2 separate regions of the Sus scrofa genome follow, and region 1 is linked to region 2. A link is a contact called in public Hi-C data. All regions are on one chromosome and are shown on one strand. The core of a region is the stretch at or near the end of the contact, and the rest is flanking DNA. Distances in the headings are between cores, read along the strand shown.

Region 1 (3,989 bases), core at 1,071-3,570, 70 kb before region 2:
TTGCGGCATATGGAGGTTCCCAGGCTAGGGGTCGAATTGGAGCTGTAGCCACCGGCCTACACCAGAGCCACAGCAACGCCGGATCCGAGCCGCGTCTGCAACCTACACCACAGCTCACGGCAACGCCGGATCCTTAACTCACTGAGCAAGGGCAGGGATCGAACCTGCAACCTCATGGTTCCTAGTCGGATTCGTTAACCACTGCGCCACGACGGGAACTCCTGGAAGCGGAAGCTTCGATTCGACCCCTAGCCTGGGAACCTCCATATGCCGTGGGAGCTGCCCTAGAAAAGGCAAAGAGACAAAAAATAAATAAATAAAATAAGACCCAGGTTTATTTAACTCATGTTTTAATGCACCCTCTTGTCGCCAAGCCCAAGTATAAGGCCTCAGGGCAGGGAGTCTGACCAGCCATTCTTGGCCAGCACAGTATCAGGAATCCCCTGGCCCTGCTGACACTGAAATTTGCATGCGACCCTAATTCTGCTCTCACTTCCTGTAAATAACGATCCCAAAGTTCCCCAGACCACGAGTGACCGCAGTGCTTCAATCTGCTGCTGGGCTGAGCGAATTCACGGTTTGAGCTGCAGATGAAGACTTTACCGATTACTCAGCCTCGGTACTTAAACTTACAGCTCCCTTAACGTGCTATCAATACTGCAGGGAAAGCTCAACTCTCCGAGGTTCAGAACCAAAGGAGAGAAGGCATCCTGAGTCTCTTCTGACTCGGTACCTTTTCCCAGCTCCTTCTTCTCGGTCCCAACCAAAGAAGAATGTCTAATGAAAGAAATGGTCAGATTCAGGCCAGGACTCAAATTTTAAAGACACACAGGAACCCGACTGGTATCCATGAGGATGTGGGTCCATCCCAGGCCTCCCTCAGTGGGTCAACGATCTGACATTGCCATGAGTTGCAGTGTAGGCTGCAGACGCAGCTTGGATCTGCTGTGGCTGTGGCTGTGGTGTGGGCTGGCAGCTCTGGCTCGGATTCGACCTCTCGCCTGGGAATCTCCATATGCTGTGGGTGTGGCCCTAAAAGGACCAAAAAAAAAAAGAGAGAGACACCCATTCCCCCCCCAATATTTCACATATTCCCGGATGGAGGGCAAAGACTCACAAACAAAAAATGCATTTCCCCCACCCCAGGGAAAGGTTCCCACAGGCTGGAGGGCAGCCTGGGCTGAAAGTGCCTGCATCTTCCTTCCACTCTGCCAGCCACTCAGGTCAGGAGCCTGGGAGCATCCTTCTCAATCTCTCCTGCCCTACACCGCGCAGGAGCAAGTCCCGTGAGTTTTGTCCCAGGACATCCACTTCTCCCGCCACAGGTGCCACCACTCTGGGCCATACCTTCTCTTCCTCCCGAATTATTACAAGAGTCCCCAACCGGTTCCCCTGCTTCCTGTAACTCCTACACTCTACAATGAGGCTAGAAGAATCTTCCAACATATGAAATAGTAATTTATAGTATCACTAAATTACACCACTCCCCTGCTCAAATCTCCAAGATCGCCGTCACCCTGAGAGTACTACTCCCCAAAGTCCTTCCTGGGCTCTGGCGCTCTGCTCCCTGACAGCCGCTCCAAGCTCCTCCTCTCCAGCCTCGCGCGCTCCGCAGTCCCAGCTGCCTAGGATCCCGCGGGCTCCTTTCGGCCCTCGGGCCTTTGCAATGGTTCCCTCTTCCCGACCCGCCCGTTCCCAGAACTTGAAAGGCTGATTCCTGGATGTCACTCAGACTTTAGCCCAAGTGTCACCTCCCCAGGAGCCCTTCCCAGGCCACGCCTCGCGTCCGCGCGTCCATCTGGCGCTCATCCCGAATTTAGGCCTCCCGCGCTGACAGCCAGGCAGCGCTGCATGCCCGCGCGGACCGTCAAGCCGCCAGTGACCCGCCGGCTGGCGCCCCCTCTCCGGGAAGGACCCTGCCCCCGGAAAGTGACCAATGGTTGGCCGCCCTGTCTCTCGGGGCGTGGCCACCGGCCTCCCGCTCCCCTCCGCCCTCGCCTCGCGGCGCCTGGAGGGCTTCCTGGAGGAGGGCGCCATTGGTTTCCCCCGCCTTCCTCTCCAGGAGCGTACCTATCCAGCAGACTCTTCTCTGCGTGCCCGTCCGGCACACTCGCCGCTCGCCCCCGCTCGTCCCTGCTCCGCTTCCCGGCCGCCTCCATCCGGACCCCGCCGCAGCCAGGATCCAGCCCGCTGGCCCCGGGCGCTGTCCCAACCCGCAGAAACTGTCAGGCTTCGGAGCGCGGCCGAGAGGAGCTGCGAGGGCCGGGGCGCTTCCGGATTGGCTGAGCTGCGCACTGCCGGCCAATCCTCGCACCTCAAAGATGCTCTGCGAGGAGGCGGGGCCCGGGCTGCGCGCTATCCTGTGACCGGCTGGGGGCGGGCTCGTGCACGTCACAGGGGCGAGCCCACGGCGGTGGGCGGGGCTTGCCTGGAGCCCGGGCTGTCAACAAGGTAGAGGCCCCAGGGGGCGCTGGGGGGTAGGGGGGCGCGGCCTGGACGGTAGGGATCCGGGTGCTTCAGCCCGCTGGGGCGGGAGCCCGGGTCCTCCGAGGCCGGCAGACCACGTCCAGTGCCACCGCAGTCCCGGGGGACCCGCTGTGAGCTGACCTTCTGCATAAGTGACTTGGGTGGAATTAGGACTCGTTTCCTGAGGGTGGATCTGAGGGTCTGGAGGCGAGGCTGTTACAGAATCCGAGGCGAGACGTGGGAACACTAAGCAGGGAGCGCGAGGCGCGGGAAAGCTGGATCCGGGATAGATTTAGGATGTAAAACAGGCAAGAATGCTGAAAGCGGAGCCTGCGAGAGAGTGAGAAAGGCGGTGACTTGGCGCCTTTGCCTGGGACAGGAACACCCCGGCAGGGAAGGCTCTGCGCGGACCTTTGGACCTGTCGAGTTGTCTGTGAGGCAGTCAAATGGAAAAGTCTAGCATTCGTGTAGTCGGCCAACCTTAACACAAGTCAGTTTTGAAAGCAAGAGGGCAGAGATCCAGATTGCTGAATTCTAATGAAGCCACCGTCTCTTGCCTTTTTGGCAAAATACCAATTTCTAAGTTTAATTGAGCTCTGAGCATGTGGCCAGGCACTGTTCCCAGTGCCTTTCATTTATTCTCTAGTTTGATCTTGATAACACCCCATCCCCTTTATCCCCACTTTACATATGATGAAATTAAGGTACAGAAAAAGTCCACATCTTTCCCAGGTTCACACTGGAAGTAATGGAGCCAGAATATAAATTCAGGAATTCTGTGCCAAGAAGCTGAATTTTAATTGGATGTTTGTGGACTTGCTCAATCTCCTCAACAGGAGTCCAGAAGAAGTTGTCTTTTCCAGCTCTGCAAGTCTCCACATTTCTGGATTTTTTTTTTTAATTTCCTATCATTCTCTACCTTTTTTTTTTTTTTTTTTTTTTTTTTTTTGCTTTTTAGGGCCACACCAATAGCACATGGAGGTTCCCAGCCCAGGGGTCAAATTGGAGCTGCAGCTGCCAGCCCACAACACAGCCACAGCAACACCAGAACCAAGTTTTGTCTGTGACCTCCGCTGCAACTCATGGCATCGCCAGATCCTTAACCCAATGAGCGAGGCTGGGGATCAAACCCATGTCCTCATGGATACTAGTCGGGTTCATCACAACTGAGCCACAGCAGGAACTCCTATTTCCTGTCCTTCTTGCTTACACTCTGAGCTTCTTTTTCAAAGGCAGCAAAGGACACATCAAGATTTAAGAATTAGACAGACAGAAACTCAAGGGCAGTTGAAAGAGGAGAAAAGAAAGGGTGAGAGGAGAGTCTAAGACTGAGTGTGAGCGCAGCTGAGCGGCGATCTGAGGTGTGCGCTGAATGCCACGGTCAGGACGGCTGATGAATTTGGTCGGAGGAGTTTGAGGAGAGCAGCAGGGAGGGGTGAGGAAGGAGCAGGGCTGGGCAGTGGGGAAGGAAGGGGGTCGAGGGGCACGATGAAGGGAGATGGCTTAGAGAGAGAGCATGTGTG
Region 2 (4,200 bases), core at 310-2,809:
ATTTAAGTTCTTCCTCTGGGCGGGACGTGCTCTCAGACTGTTCAGAGATTCTGCTGTGCTATTTCCTAGTCTCATCCTCAAGTGTTTACTCAGTGCTCCTGCCCGTTGTGGCCAAATCAGGTCCGGGTGACCGTCAGCTCAGTGGGTGGGGAACTCCTCGTTTACAATTCTTCCTGCCCTGGACAAGTCCCAATCGAAGCTTAAAAGATGGAACTGCAGGTCACTAGGGGACAACCCACATCTCCAGCCAAAGCGGCCCAGATCGGGACACACAAAAGTCCACACCCCACCCTCCCTCTTTAAAACGCCAGGGCAAGGTGGCTGGCTGCCCAGTGACCTTTGGAGCCCAGCCCTTTAATTTTAGCGGTAAACCTGCCGCCTCCTGAGTGGCAGCTGTGTCGGGGGTGGAGGTCCTCAAGTCCAGACCACCTAGGTGGCCGTGGTCTCTCTCTCTGAACACGGCTCCCACCATTCCGGTCCCCTGCCTTCACCCCCTTGCCCAGCCAGGGGCCTCTGCACGAGGGAGGTGGGCCTCCTCCGTGTTCCTCGCCAACCCCGGCTCATTTCTGGAAGCTTCTGCTCAATCTGATATCCAGGTCTGGAAGGCCCTCCCTCCCTTCGCCGCCCCTAATGCTGCTTCTTTAGGATAACAGGCTCCTCCATCTCCTCCACGAAGCCTTCTCTGGCCACTCCAGTCCCTCCCGACCCCACTCCGGCGCTGGACGGAGGCAGAGAGGGGCGGGCCCGATCCGCTCCGGGGACAGAAGGAAGAGGCAACCGCGACCCAGGGAGCCGAGGGCCACACCCAAGATTACACACCAGCGGAACCAGGTCTAGAATCCGGGACTGGGCCGTAGGGATTGGTCCAGGATGTCCTCCCCCATTCTGGGCCCCGGCAAGATCCTCCACCCTAGCCGTGCTGCCCCGGGTTGTCCGGAGGCCGCCCGCAAGTTGGCGGGGCGGGAGCCCGGCTCCTCCGCACCCGCACCGCCCCCTGGCCTAGCCCGATTCCCCGGGAGGCCGGGAGGCCGCCCGCCCGCGCCCGACTCCCGCTGCCTCCGGCCACGTCGGGCCGGTGACCTTGGGCCCGCTGGGCGCTGCGCTTCCTCCCCGACAATGCGGCCGCAGCTCCCCCGCGACGGCGGCCACAAGCGAGGCCGTGTGTGCCCGGCACAGGTCGGGGCTCCGGGAGGGCCGGCCCTCCAGCCCCGCCGCGGCCCGCGCCCCGGCCCGCGCCCCGCAGCGCCCGCCCACCGGCCCTCGGGCCCCGGCGCCCGGTCGTGAGGAGCGGCGCGGCCTGAGGCGGCCCCGGCGCCGCCCGCCCGCCGGGTGCACCGGCGCCGCGGGAACCGAGCCGTCCTCTGGCCGGCGGCCGCCCCTCGCTCGCCGCAGGGCCGCGCGCTCCTCACCTGGGCACCCGGAGACAGGCGAGGCGGGACCGGCGCCCAACACCATGCCCGGCCGGCCGGCGGCGGCGAAGCGCAGCCCCTCACAGCAGCACCGGCTCCGGGCGGCGGGACCGGAAGTAGCGGGGCGGGGACTCTGCCGCTCTCGCCCGCGGCGGCCGCAACAGCAGCTGGCGCTTTAAAAAAAAAATTCAAAGCCGCGAAGAACTTTATTTAGAGACTGACACGCGAACAGCAGAGCCAGCGGGCCGGGGCCGGGGTAGGCAGCCGGCAGATCCGGCCCCTCTCATTGGCAAGGAGCGCGGCTGGGGGGCGGGCACGAGCCTGAAGGCCTCCGATGATTGGCCAATGGCGTCCGGGGGCGGGATCTCCAAGTCCTTTCCGCAGCGGCGCGGGTTCCTTTGCGCTGCGTTCCTGCTTTCATTCATTTGGTCGTTTGGTAGGCCTGGGCCTGCGGCTCAGAGGTTCCCCGCGCAGCGTGGCCTGCTGGGGCTGCCAGGTCCGAACTGACTGCCCCGGTGGATGGGGTGCCCGCTATGTGCCCATCCCAGGGCTCAGGGTGCAGAGGACCAGGCCGCCCCACAGTCCGCGGTGTCAGGAGTGAGGGGGGCGGGGCGATTAGACCTGCAGCCACCAACCCCCAACCCCGGGAAGCCTCGGGGAGCCTGCAGTGGAGTGGGTGGGCTCTTTCCTGTTGTCTTAGGGTTTATTCCTTCTATTATCTCTTACACTTCCGTGACGTACTTACTTTAAAAAAATCCATTTCAAGTTGTTCTAATTTCTGGTTTGCTGAGTACTAATTATTCTCAAGTTCAGGTGTGTCTGGTTAATAGGTGCTCTGGCGGGGGTCGCCAGCCTCCTGGAGGAGTGAGCCATCTGAGAGAAGAGGTTCACCTCGTGGACGGGGAAGAAAGAGGCAAGGAGTTAGAATTTTATTTCCAGAAGTCCCACTGAGAGGTTTTAAACAGTGGAGTGGCAATTTCAAGTTTCTTTTCCAAAAGAGCCTTCTGGCTCTGAGGGAGCTGGTGGGAGGGGAGCCAGACAAGAGTCAGGAAGACCAGTTAAGAACAAAATTCATGGGATTCCTTCTGTCTGGGAACAGCTTCGTCCATCTTCACTGGGCTACCTCCTAAATTTTCCCATGCTTGGATCCACCTGCTCCGAGTGGTAAGGTGCAGGTGCCCCTCTGTGACTTTGCTGGACCTCCGTGCTCTCCTCTCCCTGGTGCTCAAGACTGTTGATGCCCGTTTCCCTATGCTCAGCTCCTCAGGCCTCCTCATCTGTGTTTCCCACCCTTCTAACCTCCTCCCCAAACCTGGTACATAACCGGGTCAAAACACATTGCTGGATAAGGGCTGCGTGTTTGTAGCCAGAGTCCTGGCGAGAGAAGATAAGACCTTGAAGCAGGGCAGCGAGTGAAGGCACACGTGGGTTGGCTTGAGCGCTTGTCTTACTAAGGAGAATTGTCTACACACCGTTCTGAGCCCACAGTGGCCCACCTCTCACTGCTGTGGGCAAATGAAGCCGCTTCTAGCTCCATTTCATGAGGCTGCCTCGTGCCTTCACCCGAGCCTTATTTAGGGTTTACTAGGCTCGGAAGTCCTGTAATCCTCACAGCAACCTCATGAAACGGGTATTTTATTATCTCCACCTTACAGATGAGGAAGCTCAGAAGTTACGTGTCTGCCCGACATGGCAGAGCTGGGATTTGCCCTCAACCAGTGCACCACGTCCCTTGGGCAGCAGGTGCGGCCATCAGCCAGGACTGCGGCAGAGTTGGCGTCCTGCTTCCTGGAGAAGCAATTTGTTTTCAACCAGGGCTCTTTCAGAAACAGAACTTTCACTGGCTTAAGCACAAAAGATTCAGAAGACTAGACATGCTCAGAGACTCTAAGGAGAGAACGGGGAGCCTGGCCTCCAGCTCTCAGTGCCTCCATCTGGGTCTTGGCCTGGGACAGGGGCAGTGGCGGGGCTGGCCTTCTCCTCCCAGATGCCTCCAGAACTGGGGTCTGGCTTCAAACACACCTTTATAAACCAGGCCATAGAGGGGCCGTCTCTTCCCTTCCAGTTTCACATTCTCTGGGAGAGAATGGCTGGGTTCAGATCATGTGCTCACCGTGTGTGTGTGTGTGTGTGTGTGTGTGTGTGTGTGTGTGTGTGTGTGTGTGTGTGTGTGTGTGTGTGTGTGTGTGTGTGTGTGTGTGTGTGTGTGTGTGTGTGTGTGTGTGTGTGTGTGTGTGTGTGTGTGTGTGTGTGTGTGTGTGTGTGTGTGTGTGTGTGTGTGTGTGTGTGTGTGTGTGTGTAAGCCCATACATACAGGAGGAGGGGGAAGAGGACCAATTGTGGGCCTACGATAGGGAAGAACCTTTGTATTCTGTTACAAGTTAATCAGTAAAGGCATGGTGCCTATAAGCTTAAATTATACACAATGGCCCATCTCTGGGGACCTCGCCTCCCAGCAATGAGCATCGCACTCAAATGCCTTTGTTTCCTTCCGAGGAAACCTCTGACCAGGCCCACCTGTGAATGGCTGCAGGCAGGAAGAAATTAAGAGACCCCTCCAGAGTCTGACAGAACCAGGACTTTTTACTATAAGAGAACCCCTCCCCTTTTAGTATAAAAGAAGCCTGAATTCTAACTCCGGGAAGGTGGTTCTTGCGACACTTGTCCACCGTCGTCTCAGTCCGCTGCCCTTCTGAGTCAAGTTGCTCTTCTTTGCCCCAGCAACTCAAGTCTTGATTTATTAGCCTGCTGTGCAGCAAGCAGCACGAGCTTGGACCCAGTAACGAGCCTC

What was found. Hi-C and Micro-C count contacts between places; a contact is called where the count stands out from the background.
Region 1: a contact with region 2 is called in a Hi-C map of liver, with 3 times the contacts expected there. The contact joins the promoter of SCLY here to the promoter of UBE2F in region 2. A contact is called at or near these places in 2 of 5 promoter capture datasets (fetal liver and liver), 12 of 47 Hi-C or Micro-C datasets (alveolar macrophages, blood, fetal liver and 5 more) and 2 of 2 datasets of contacts at active chromatin or transcription factors (alveolar macrophages and skeletal muscle).

What each region holds. Positions count from the first base shown.
Region 1 is chr15:137,635,407-137,639,395 of Sscrofa11.1, reverse strand. SCLY (selenocysteine lyase) reads right to left here and starts at 2,320. Exons shown (of 12, transcript XM_021074966.1): 1 at 2,071-2,320. The coding sequence starts at 2,159.
Region 2 is chr15:137,564,609-137,568,808 of Sscrofa11.1, reverse strand. UBE2F (NEDD8-conjugating enzyme UBE2F) reads right to left here and starts at 1,559. Exons shown (of 9, transcript XR_002339040.1): 1 at 1,410-1,559.